Regions from separate parts of the Hordeum vulgare genome. Here region 2 is linked to region 1. A link is a contact called in public Hi-C data. All regions are on one chromosome and are shown on one strand. Each heading gives the region's core, a stretch centred on a gene start, on an enhancer-like site or on the middle of the called end of the contact. The rest is flanking DNA. Distances are from core to core; before and after follow the strand shown. Region 1 holds the start of LOC123413551 (glyceraldehyde-3-phosphate dehydrogenase 1, cytosolic). Region 2 has its middle 190 kb from the start of LOC123411024.

Evidence for each region. A called contact is a pair of places that touch in the nucleus more often than the background predicts.
Region 2: a Hi-C map of leaf shows a contact between it and region 1, with 4 times the contacts expected there. The contact joins the enhancer-like site here to the promoter of LOC123413551 in region 1. A contact is called at or near these places in 2 of 6 Hi-C or Micro-C datasets (leaf and seedling).

The regions. Positions count from the first base shown.
Region 1 is chr7H:415,052,574-415,058,900 of MorexV3_pseudomolecules_assembly, reverse strand. LOC123413551 (glyceraldehyde-3-phosphate dehydrogenase 1, cytosolic) reads left to right here and starts at 3,077. Exons shown (of 12, transcript XM_045106483.1): 1 at 3,077-3,229; 2 at 3,342-3,365; 3 at 3,471-3,571; 4 at 3,870-3,985; 5 at 4,065-4,164; 6 at 4,653-4,799; 7 at 4,887-4,947; 8 at 5,028-5,125; 9 at 5,366-5,508; 10 at 5,659-5,742; 11 at 5,833-5,922; 12 at 6,017-6,302. The coding sequence starts at 3,226. The coding sequence ends at 6,062.
Region 2 is chr7H:415,639,003-415,645,329 of MorexV3_pseudomolecules_assembly, reverse strand. No RefSeq gene overlaps it. Among protein-coding and RNA genes, the nearest start is that of LOC123411024, 190 kb to the right of the region's middle. Within about 2 kb of position 2,314, at least 1 of the 3 cell types and tissues checked has open chromatin away from gene starts, as enhancers often do. A contact at or near this core is called in leaf, where this site is marked.

The DNA.
Region 1 (6,327 bases), core at 1,828-4,327:
ACTTCCCATTAGAAAACACCGATACTTCTACGGTGGACTTGTGCACTCCATCCCTAGGAGCGTACTGCATAAATACAAGCCAGAAATAGCGCTCTAGTTCCAGTGCCAACTCTGTCGTTTCTCTTCCGCTCGATCATCCATGGACGTGCTGCAAGGAAGCAGTGCGACACCGGCGGAGCAAACGACGGTCACGGCGCCACCGCGCTGCTCAACGCGCTCGCGAGGGAGTTCATGCCCATGGGCGCCACCGCCGACGCGCTGAACCCACTCGCCAAGGAGGCCTTGCCCGCGGGCCTAGAGGTTCGACTAAAATCCATCGGGCCATGGAGCGCTGCCATCTCGGAGGAAAAAAAGAAGAGGTGTCGATTACTCTAGTAGAGGAGGGCAGAAGAGGAAGGACATACCTTCGATGGAGCAGAGTAGGCCGTGGAGGAGGAGGAGGGAGTCGTCGTCGCCGTTGGAGGAGAGGGTCTCTGTCGTGAGCGAGTCTTCGTCGACGTCAGGAGCGAATCCTCGTTGTCGTCGCGCCTCGCCTCGTCGTTGTTGCTTCGTCGCGCCTCGCGGACACCGGTGCTGGCACCCCCGACGGCGCAACCTTGATCCGATCTAGGTTTCCAGCGAGAAAAGAGGCTGGGAAAAACGACGGGGTGTGGAGAAAAACGACGGGCTGTGGTGTGTATCGAATACGGGCCTGTTACAGGTGTAAACTCGAAAATCAGTGTAAATTTTATGACCAAAAACGATCAACCAAGCAGCCCATCTGTATTTTTCTTACATGGGTATATTTTACAAGTGTTTCATGCCCAAAACGACGAACCGGCCTTGAAAAATGCGGTGACGGAGGTAAGAAATAAAGGCATGTTTGGTTCATGACTAACTTTGCCACAACTAACCTTAGATAAAGTGTGGCTGCCACAAAAAGTGTGGCAAGATTTGGCAAAAAATTAAGTCTATGACATGTGGACCATATATCTATAGAAGTATGGCAAGCCACAAATGTGACAATGAACCAAACACATGCCTAAAGTATTGTGGCATGACTAAGATTAGGTGACAATGAACCAAACAATCTGGTATACAAATGTGACAATGAACCATACAATCTTAAGCTGGAACCAAACAGCCCCTAAGTAAATAACCGTGGGCGCCGCCGCACATCGGTCGGGCGCGGCGATCGGTGCTCGCGGGAACCCGACAAACGATGAGCGTGACATTTTCCTAACTTGCATCGAGCGTGCGCGGTGACGAAGCAGTGACCAAAGCAAGCAGGCTGCTAAACTGAGAGCGGATAGTAAATTCGGAGAAGCGTCTGGAAAGGCAGCGGGCATATATGCCAGCATATTCGCTGCTACTGCCCGGTGGCAGGCCGGAAATTATCCGCACCGAGGGACGGGCATATCCGGCCATCATCCTTCCTCTCGATGCGCAGCTGGTCGTCGTCGTAGACCCCACCGCGCCACGCGACGCCCGTCGGCCGTTGCGCGCAGATCTCGGGATCCTCAGTGCCCGCCCATTCCTGTCGCCGTTCCGTTTCACGTGCGGTGCCCGCGGTCCTCAGCAATTCGAAAAGGAATCACGTGTCCTGCCCCAGCAGCGCAAGTGCCCAACCGAACATGGAAAAGCGTCGAGCCACCAAAGACGCTAGAGACATCTACGCCACAGAGGATCCCGGGCAGCCGGATTCCACACCGTCCGCGTCGGACAAACACGCGGGGGTCGCCGCCGCTTGCCGTCGTCGGCGGCCACCCAACCTTCTGGACCACACCTGCTATCTATCCCAGTCACAGCCACAGAACCAACCAGACGGAGCCACGTAGGCAGAGCACCATTCACGCCCCAAGCAAAACGAGCAATTTCCCCTTCATCAAACCAAAGATCAAAGCCCGCTTGGCGTTCGTTCGTTGGTTTAGCCGCATCTTCTATTTTTAAATAGCTAGACCTCATTATTCAATTTCCTCTTCATACAACAATAACATATTATCAAATCATGCATGTAATCTTAAGTTTTTTTTTCATTATTTTTTTCGTGCAAAACACATCTTCATGCATTAATTTGTTTAGATAATTAAGCAAGATATCTTTAAAATGACTTTTTATATTAACATTATTTTTTTAATATTTATTCATATATCGTTTAACAAATTTTCTATGCACGGGGCATTGTCTAGTTATTGAAAAGCCGAGTATTTTTCTCCAGGCACCGGAAGGAAAGCAAAAATGCCTTGCTCTTTCTTGCGCGAGAAACCACGCCGCACAGCACGGACGGCAGCAAATGCTCGGTGCTCCTCGCATTGCTTTCCTTTCTTGCCCGAGAAACCACGGGCGGCCAGCCACCAGGCGCGTACCTACCTCCAGGCCTCGCGATGACACGTGGGCCATGCAGTCGGCGGGGCCCACGGCTCATCGGGACGGCCAGAGGGCTCTGCCCTGTGGACTGTGGAGAAAGCTGTGGAAGGGACAGGTCACCCGCGCACCTTGCGCGAAATCAATTCGTCTGTATTTGTTTAGCCTGTCCGTAACGAAAGTATCATATATATATATATATATATATATATATATATATATATATATATATATATATATATATATATATATATATATATATATATATATATATATATAGTACTCCCTCTGTTTTTAAATATAAGTATTTAAAAAAGTTTCATTAATGTATTATATATGGATGTATATAGACATATTTTAGAGTGTAGATTCATTCATTTTGCTTCGTATGTAGACTCCTAATAAAACATCTTAAAAGACTTATATTTAAAAACGAAAGGAGTATCATGCATGCCAACTAAACAATTTTGATGAAGTGACATAGAATTAAATGAAGAAAGAGATGATTTTTTGAGGTAAGAAAAGAGAGGGTTGAGTATCATATACTGATACCGTATCATATAAAATGATATACTACTATGTGTCTTTCATGCCAATAAATAAACTATCCTATAATACAAACATATGATACTAAGCATTACGGATGCACTATCATTAATATCATATACTACGTGATACTAATATATCATACTACGCATTAAAACCAGCCTTAGCCTCCTCGATATTCCATTTCGCCTTTTCCTCTCCTGGGCTCCTGGCTTTATAAAACCGGCCGCTTAAACCCTCCCCACCTCTCCATATCCGCTTCCAGACACTTCCCCCGTCCCCAGCGAACCTCCCCACCACCATCTCGCGTCGCGGCGTCAGTTCCACTCCTTCGCCATGGGTAAATCGCTCGTCGATTTCCTGCCGCTTCTTCTCCTGATCTGAACGACGCTTGTTTTTTGCTGATCGATTTTGCTCTTCTGCTCTTTCTGCTTGGTTTGGGGCGCATGCAGGCAAGATTAAGATCGGAATCAACGGTGAGTTTTCTGTCTCCTTCTCGCGCTCGCATCTAGGTTCACCGATCGGTGCTGGTGTGACCGTGTGGGTGCCTCTGTTTTGATCTGGTGTCTGTTTCTGCTCAGGTTTCGGAAGGATCGGGAGGCTCGTCGCCAGGGTCGCACTCCAGAGCGACGATGTCGAGCTCGTCGCCGTCAACGACCCCTTCATCACCACCGAGTACATGGTATGCCACTCGATCTGCGATTTCCACCCGCTCTGGTAGCTAGATCTGGTGGTCTAAAATGTTTGTGGGGTTTTACCTGTGATTTCTTCTGTTAGCATACCTGCTTCTGTTGTTCCATGAGGCCTGCTTCTGCTTCTGTGATCTGTTTGTTTGCTTGCCTGATTATGCTAGTAGTATTAGTCGGCCTCTGTAGCATGCCTTCAGATATCATGATCCTCTACCGCAAAAAGAGATATCATGATTCTGCTCGGTTGGTTTGTTTAATTGAGTTGAATTCTGTGGTTCGCGTGATGTGCAGACGTACATGTTCAAGTACGACACAGTTCACGGCCATTGGAAGCACAGTGACATCAAGCTCAAAGACGACAAGACGCTGCTCTTCGGCGAGAAGCCAGTTACTGTCTTTGGCGTCAGGTAGTATTGATATTATAGCCTTTTCGGAAGGTTTGTGTCTGTTAAGTTATCAAGCTAATGTTTGATGTTCTCTTGACAGGAACCCTGAGGAGATCCCGTGGGGTGAGGCTGGTGCTGATTACGTTGTGGAGTCCACCGGTGTCTTCACTGACAAGGACAAGGCCGCTGCTCACTTGAAGGTATAACTGACGTTCTGGTTTTCGCTCATTCACACATTAGTTCCGAGCTATATATATGTGCCTTTTCTGATCCTTTGAATACGAGGCTGAGAAAGAATCCATTTGTATTATTGAATTTCAATTAGAAAATGTGTCCTGCTCCATATATATTTATTTCTTCTTAGTGTGTGAAAACATGATAAAAAATGAACACACACAGGGGAGTGTAAAGCAGAGTGTAATGCCGTTTGTTCTGAATTGTTTTGTGTGTTTGGTTGCTTCAGGTGTGCTAGTAGTAAACACTGAATTCATGGTAGTCCACTCAGTATCACAGTGACCATCAATTTTATTGGTTTATCTCAAATGCTGGGTTATTCTAGTAGCTTATTTTAATTATTTTTTGGTGCTAGCTGTATAAGAGTGCCACTGTTCTTCAGGGACTTAGCTTTTGCAATGTATTTCCAACACTAGTGAAGTGATTATAACTTGCATTGTTCATTGAATATTAGGGTGGTGCCAAGAAGGTGGTCATCTCTGCCCCAAGCAAAGATGCCCCTATGTTTGTGGTTGGTGTCAATGAGGACAAGTACACCTCGGATGTTAACATTGTCTCAAATGCTAGCTGCACCACTAACTGCCTTGCTCCCCTAGCTAAGGTATGTTCTGTTTCTGGTCATCATCTTACCTTCACTACTACTGGGATTGTGGTTCATTTTGTAATGATGTTTATTATCATTCATCAGGTCATTAATGACAACTTTGGTATTATTGAGGGTCTGATGACCACTGTTCATGCCATCACTGGTAAGATATTGTTGGCTGTGCTCTCAAGTTATCTGCCTTAGTAATCTCATTAACTTGACATTGGTGAACTTGCCTCTCAGCCACACAGAAGACCGTTGATGGTCCCTCAAGCAAGGACTGGAGAGGTGGCAGGGCCGCAAGCTTTAACATCATCCCCAGCAGCACTGGTGCTGCCAAGGTATGCAACCAATAGCATTGTGCATTTGTTTTCAGACACTGTTTTGAATGGATTGCTTACTTCTTTACCTATTGCTTATGTTGTGCATATTGGGTCCATGTTTTTCTTTGGAGATTATTCTATGATTGTGAAATGATACACTAAACATTGTGCATGCTTATTTCATTTGTGAGCTCCCAGTGGACTTGATCAATTGATTGCAGTTTTGTTCTATTGACCTAATGCTATGATGGGTTTCAGGCTGTTGGTAAGGTTCTTCCTGAGCTGAATGGCAAGCTTACCGGTATGTCTTTCCGGGTTCCCACTGTGGATGTGTCAGTTGTTGATCTCACTGTTAGAACCGAGAAGGCTGCATCATATGATGACATCAAGAAGGCTATCAAGTAAGTCTTTGATCTTGGGGCATCTCCTATGAGAAGTAGAAGAGTTGTTGAGAAAGTCCTGCTTATAATTCCTGCCTGCCTGCGCATGTGTGACGATTCTACGAATATCGTTCCCAGATGTCACTAATAGAGTACGCAAATTATTTTCAGGGCTGCTTCCGAGGGAAAGCTCAAGGGTATCATGGGTTACGTTGAGGAAGATTTGGTCTCCACCGACTTCGTTGGTGACAGCAGGTATGCTCAATGTCGTAATGCTGCTGGCAAAAGCTACCGAGCGTTATCAGATAGTAACTGTTCTCCATTCTATATTTTATCATTTATTAGGTCCAGCATCTTTGATGCTAAGGCTGGAATTGCTCTGAACGACCATTTCGTCAAGCTTGTCTCGTGGTATGACAACGAGTGGGGTTACAGGTGAGTTGCCATAATGGATTTATTTCTACAACCTGCTGTCCAATGTCTATTTCATCGATTCATTCTGTAACACTTTGAATTTTTTCCTCTGCAGCAACCGTGTTGTCGACCTGATCCGCCACATGGCCAAGACCCAGTAGAGCGTTCTGCTTTCCTTGTGGCGCCTGGTCAGAGGTGCCCCTTTGTCTATGGGAATAAATGTGGATGGTGTCGCTAGACGCCTGGTTCATGTTAGTTGGACATGAGTTACCATCTGTTTTTCCGCACCGAGTTGCTAGTCAAGTACTCTTGATTTATGTAAATCGTTCAGTCCATTTACAACTTCTGTTTGCCTGAGTAAGTGTTTGATGTTTACAGCCTGAGTAAGTGTTTGATGTTTACAACTTCTGTCTTGCTTTTGGTTTG
Region 2 (6,327 bases), core at 1,065-3,564, 590 kb before region 1:
GGACATACCATACTTAAGAATGTAGCCTAGTGATAATAGATCATGAAATTATAAGATAAGGAATACACCATTCTAACATCGATACTCATGATAACATGCATTTCATATCTAGTACCACCTACACTAGGAACAACATATGATACACAACTAGGCTTGATCTAATACATGAACTCGTACACACACACACTATACAATCTAGTTATACAAGCACAACTTCATTGCAAGGAATTAACAAGAAGTAACCATGCTTATTAAAGTATACATGGTAGATACATTTCTAACATGTATCACTACCAAACAAAGTATAACCACAAGCATGAACTTACAAAACAAATTAAAAAAATGCTTTGAGAAAGGTCACACATCAAAAAGCGAATGAAATAATCAACCATGATTAAATATTTAGATAACTCTAAAAATTATAACGATTCAACTACAACTCAAAATAAGGCAGCCATAAGATATAACATATTTATACAAGGAAAAACAAACAATAACATAACCGGATTAGTCGTTCATTGCAATCTAGACGATTTCATGAAACAAATACCCATCCAATTCATAGATAACACACATCTAAAAATTAATAGATGCACTACACAATAAGGTGCTACTCTCATGCCGTACATAAGTAATGATCTCTATGCATGATATAAAACATATTCTAAATGCAAACAATATGCCTACAACAAGTAATATGACTATGTTCTAAAATAATATATCAATTCATTTTCATTAGTAATAAATTAGGTAACAACGGATAATTTCAATAAACAACACCTAGAACATGGCATGCTTTAAATAAAAATAAATAAAACACATGTGACACGATGAAAATGAATATGTAAAATCGTAAACCATATTTAAATAAACCAATCAATGCTTAGAGTAATTCAAAAGAATTATAAGCATTATGTTAATTCATCAAATTCTATACACATGCATAACACACTACATCATGACATATAACAAAACTTATATCAACATGAGACACCACATAAACTATATCCTATAAGTCAAACTATGACCATAACAATAATCCGTACAATACACATGTGACAAAGATGAGAAACAAACAAATAAAATATATCTAAGATATCGCCATGCTAAAGAAAAATGAACATAATCAAAACATGACATATTCTTCAATCATGCAAAGCTTAAGATAAAATTATGTAAACGTACACATGATAATAATTTGCAACAACTCATAGACATACCACGCAAAAGAAAATATATTACATGAAACATGTTCAACAATTTGCAAATAAATATAACCGGTAAAAAGATAAATCTAACAAGTCATTTGCCACATTAAAAATTATGAGACAGACAATATGCACTCCTAGGCATAACACGAATATATGAACAATAACATATTCACGCAAAAATTAATCAATGAATACACTCCTTCAATCTTAACCAAACGACTACATGAATATATATTTTACAATATGGTTATCAAACGAGTAATCCAGTAAATTTTATGTAACTCTTGGAACATCACACAAGAAAAAAAATTGTGCAAGAAATATGCACGTAGTGCAATTCCTATTTGAACTACACAAACATGTAATATGATATATATGCAAAATCTAAAACCACAAACTCGGTCCTCTGACCACTTAAAATGTTTCATCTATTGATAGCTAGATCAAGCAATGAACAAAAGAAAAACAATGGAAAAAACATATAGTATTTGGTTCATACGACGCATAGCATCGATGCACCCATCGACCAAAATAGGAGGAGCTATGAAGTCTAGGAGATAACATCCGTGATGTTGAGAAGGTGTGCAAAAGGAATTGGATAGAGACTCGCCGAGTTTGACGAAACGGTGCGATGAACTCGACAAACAGTTTAGACGGACATGCAGAATTCTTGGTGTGTGGTCAACGGATCGCATTCTTCCTTCTTTGAATGGATTCACGCCATGGAGGAGGAGATCCTGGCGCAAGGAGTAGGATGGAGATGGTCCGAGTCATCGGAATTGCGACCTCGCGTCCATGGAGCTTTATAGGGAGCGCTCTTGTAGACAGGAAGAAGGGAATAGGCATGAGAACCGCTCAGAATGAGAGAGGAGATCATGGTGCAAGTCTAGATTTCTTCAAAACTGAAAACGATAGAGATTTATGGGAATTGAAGGTGAAGCTGTTTCATGGTTGGAGATGTGGCTGTACGTTTAGTCTTCTTTGCTCGTTTCATCTCCTCTTTGTTTGTCGCGTGGAGAGATGAAGCGTTCCTTCTGCGGTTGGGATATGGGCAAGTGGAAAAATAAGGCATGGAGGAGTCCAACAGAGGGAATTTAAGGAAGATGTTGTCGTTTCCTTTCATGATATCTCTCTCAAGATCTCTAAAGAAGAATGGTTCAGCTACCACGTATAAAGCAAATGGGCTAATGGCCAAGTGAGAAGAAATAAAGAAAATAATGGGAAGCATATTAGGCAAGGCCCATTGAAAAAAAAGACAAACATGTTGAGAAAGAGACACATTCGGCCTAAGGATTTCCAAAGTCTTGAGGAAAACAATGGATAAGATCTTTTGAAAAGAAAAATCTGAAACCGGAATGAAAGCTCAAACAAAAATCAAAAGGAGTTCCAAAAATACAAATGTGCATAAATCAAAATGCTAAAAACAAAACCCCACTAAAAGTGGAGAACAAAACATTAGTTTAAATTTAAGTTGGTATTTAATCAAATTCAAATCGCCAAACTATAAAAACTTGATTCACACTTTTATTAAAGTATATAAAACAAACAAAATTTGCTGACCCTAATTTTTGAAAAAAGTTTTTCTTAAACATTCCGAACATCGGGATGTTACATTGCACAAAATAAAAACTAACATAAAAATATTAATTTAGAATAGTCCAAACCAAATCGACGTTTTTCTAAACCACATCATTCATTAACTCAATCAAATCAAATCAATCTTATCAAATCCCAACTAAATCAAAAAAAATCTTGCTTTCCCTATCCATACTCTTACTAAGTTAAATGTTATAAATTGGTGTAAAGAATATTTTAGACAAGATTGGTGTTGAACCACTACTGTACGTGTCTGTTGCAATATATGTGCAATTACCTAGTTCGGGTAAATACGGTAAATCGATTTGTAGGCTTTGGAGCATCTATCGCCATAGGTGTTCCACTTCAATCATGACGTGTGATGTAGAATGGACGGTCCATAGGCGTGCATACTTTTGTGGTGTTCAGTGCCTCCTTAGCTCCTTGCCTATGATACACGGCATAGTAGCTACCAACCTGAGTCCGCGATAGAAAACGAAACAACTGAAACCTAGAGATTTATATCAAAAAAAAATGTAATCAAAGAATGTAACCAACAGATGAAGGGTAACTTGGAAAAAATATTTTTAGGTGTACGTGCATGCAATCATTGTTTTATCTTTGTTTAAAAACTCGTTCAGCTAACCAGTGAACTTGCTGATTAATTCCTACTCACAGGGTCATCGAGTAGCCGATTAACTGATAAATTGCTTGATTAATGAATTAAATGACTGATTAACTTGCCGACTAGCTCATTAATTTCCTACTCACCACCCAACCGAGCAGTTATCAGCTAACGATTTCCTTAATAATACTTTTTATTAAGAGAGGTAATCAATTTTTGTTGTTGTGACAACTATTTCTTATGTGTAAAACAGAGAGAGCAAGGGCAAAATGGATAACACAGCACCCATTTGGCAATCGGCGAGATGAGGTAAGGATCTAGAATTAATTAATTCGCATACGCGTGAAGCCCGAAAAGTATCGCACCTTCCTTTTGTTATCAGATCATTGTCGAATGCAAGTTGTCACACATTTGTTTTCCCCTGCAACAAACACTTATTCGTAAGTTTCAGTCTCATCAGCCATGCAATTATGTGAATAGACACAGTGCGTGTGAAAGGAGACAAATCAAAAAAGATTGAGGGAAAATTGAATGTAAGAGAAAGAAAACACGTTTCATGTACAACTCAATCATAATTATCTATTATGTGTGATGACGGTCACCTTTTGTCATGACTAGTCATCTTCGTCAGCAAAAATATTAGACATATAAAGAGTTATATAAGGTTGCATGCTGATTAGCATTTTTTTTCTAACTAACCACCTCTCCCTTCATTTTTAAGGGCTGAGACCTTTATCTTTCTTAATCTTCAATCAAAATTATCTGTTTGTAAAATCCATATAAAAGTATGTATGTAGCATTGCTGCTTCGACATGGTAGGTAGTACATGGTAGTGTCGTCAATTTGCAACCGCAATCGCTAGATGTGCATCATGCATGATATCCATGTTGGATGGATATGAATATGAAAGCTATAGAAGAATGTGTTAAGAGAACAGGAAGCTACAGCAAAATTTCATGCGGATGTCTACACTCAGCTTTTTCATACGTGCATACATATGTATGAAATGTACAAGTGTACAAAGCTCTATGGTGTATTCATATGGACTTCGGGCCACTTATTGCTGCCGACCGACAACCCCCCCCCCCCCCCCCCTCCATCCCACGCACAATTTCTTTTGACAATCCATGAGAACGTCAAATACGATACCGAAGTTTAGAGATTTAGAGTAATTCTAACCGGGTGATCCATTTCGTCCGCTCATGTCCGTTTGGATTGGTGTAGACATAAAAGTCGGCCCAACGCGCGAACCCAAACGGACGCGCGTCCGCTTGGCGTCCGCCTGCCGACCCATTTCCAACCCATTTTTGAGACGGATTTGCATCGACGTGGACACGAGACGGACGTGCGCGCGCCTTCTCCTCCCCTCGGGCCCGCTGGTCGGTGGCAACCTCCACCATATCCCGCCCGCGCGCGCTCCCGCCCCACCCCTGCCATGGATGGCGAGCTCAACGTCGTCGCCGGCCTCGCCTCCCTCGCCTCGTCCGGCAAGACGACCGCCCTCTCTGGCAAAGGCAAGCCTCGCGCCCCCCGCAAGACCGCCGCCGCACCCAAGCCGAAGAAGACGCTGACGTCCGAAGAGCGCGCAAGGGAGTCGCCCAAGAGGAAGGGCCGCGCGCACGCGGCAGACGCGAGGGATGAAGCCATCGCGGCGGCCGCCGTCGCTGCGGCCGCGCATCAGGAGGTCACAAATGCTCATGTCGCGGCGGCAACAAGGGAGGCGCTCTATATGCTAGGGTTAAACCCTAGCCAGCACGGCCTCGTCAACTCCGTCGTGGCGCGGCCAGCACCGGCTCATCCGCGTTCCCTCGGATGGTGCTGCCCGACTCGCTCCGCGCGTCGGCTTGCACCCCGATGCCCCGCTTCCACGTCTACCCGCAGGCCTCCCGCCTCTCCGGGAAGTGCTCGCCTGAGGTGAGCGTGGTGGCGCCTTCCACGTCCGCGCCCGCGCCCAATGACCTCAATTCCACACCGGTGGCCGGTGGCTCATCATCCAGAGGCATGAGGAAACGCACGCGTGATCAGGTCAGCATGGACCTGGACGGCTTCCTACTCGACCACGAGTTTCCGAAGGACTACGGACAAGAGGAAGAGGACAAGTGCGACATCGAAGGGGAGTCTTTGTTCAAGGACGAGCTCGCCAACCAAACCGCCTGGGCGAATCCGAAGCGCAAGAGCAAGCGGACCAAGGCATACACGGCGGCCGAGGACAAGCTTCTTTGCGAGTGTTAGATAGATATTGGGCAAGCCCCCAAGATGGGCGCCGAACAAAAGCTTTCAACTTTTTGGATTCGTGTCCACCGTGAGTTTCATGAGCGCAAGAAGTTTTCGTCGTACCAAATAGTAAGCACGCACGGGTGGGTGTCCATTTCGAAGCAATGGAGGGTGATCCAACAAGAGTGCAACAAGTTTTGAGCCACTCTGGAGACTGTCAAGGCCCGCCTCGTAAGCGGCATCGGCATGTAAGACATGGTATGCTAGCAAGCCGCCCTCTTGTGTGTCATCAAGTTTATGCTTGCGTGTTCATTTGCACACCATTTGCCAATATGCTTGCATGAAATACATTTTTAGGCATTTCAAGTTTTGGAGGCATTCAAGGTCCAACACAATGGCAAGTGCTTCAACCTCTCCCATTGCTTTAGGGTCATCAAAGACGAGGTGAAGTTCAAGGCACAATATGCCGTCCTCAAGTCACGTGGGGGGAAGCAAGCCGTGGAGGAGGTTAGGGACATCGAGAAGGCACGACCGCGGGGGAATACCAACTCCAAGAAGGAGGATAAGCGGGATGCGGCGTCCAACACCTTGATCGCAAGCGTGGAGGACATGATGAGCAAGAAGAACTCAAGGGAGGAGGAGCGCCGGCGTTACAAAGAAGAGCAAATGAACGTCTTCATGGAGATCGAAAGAAGGAGGCTT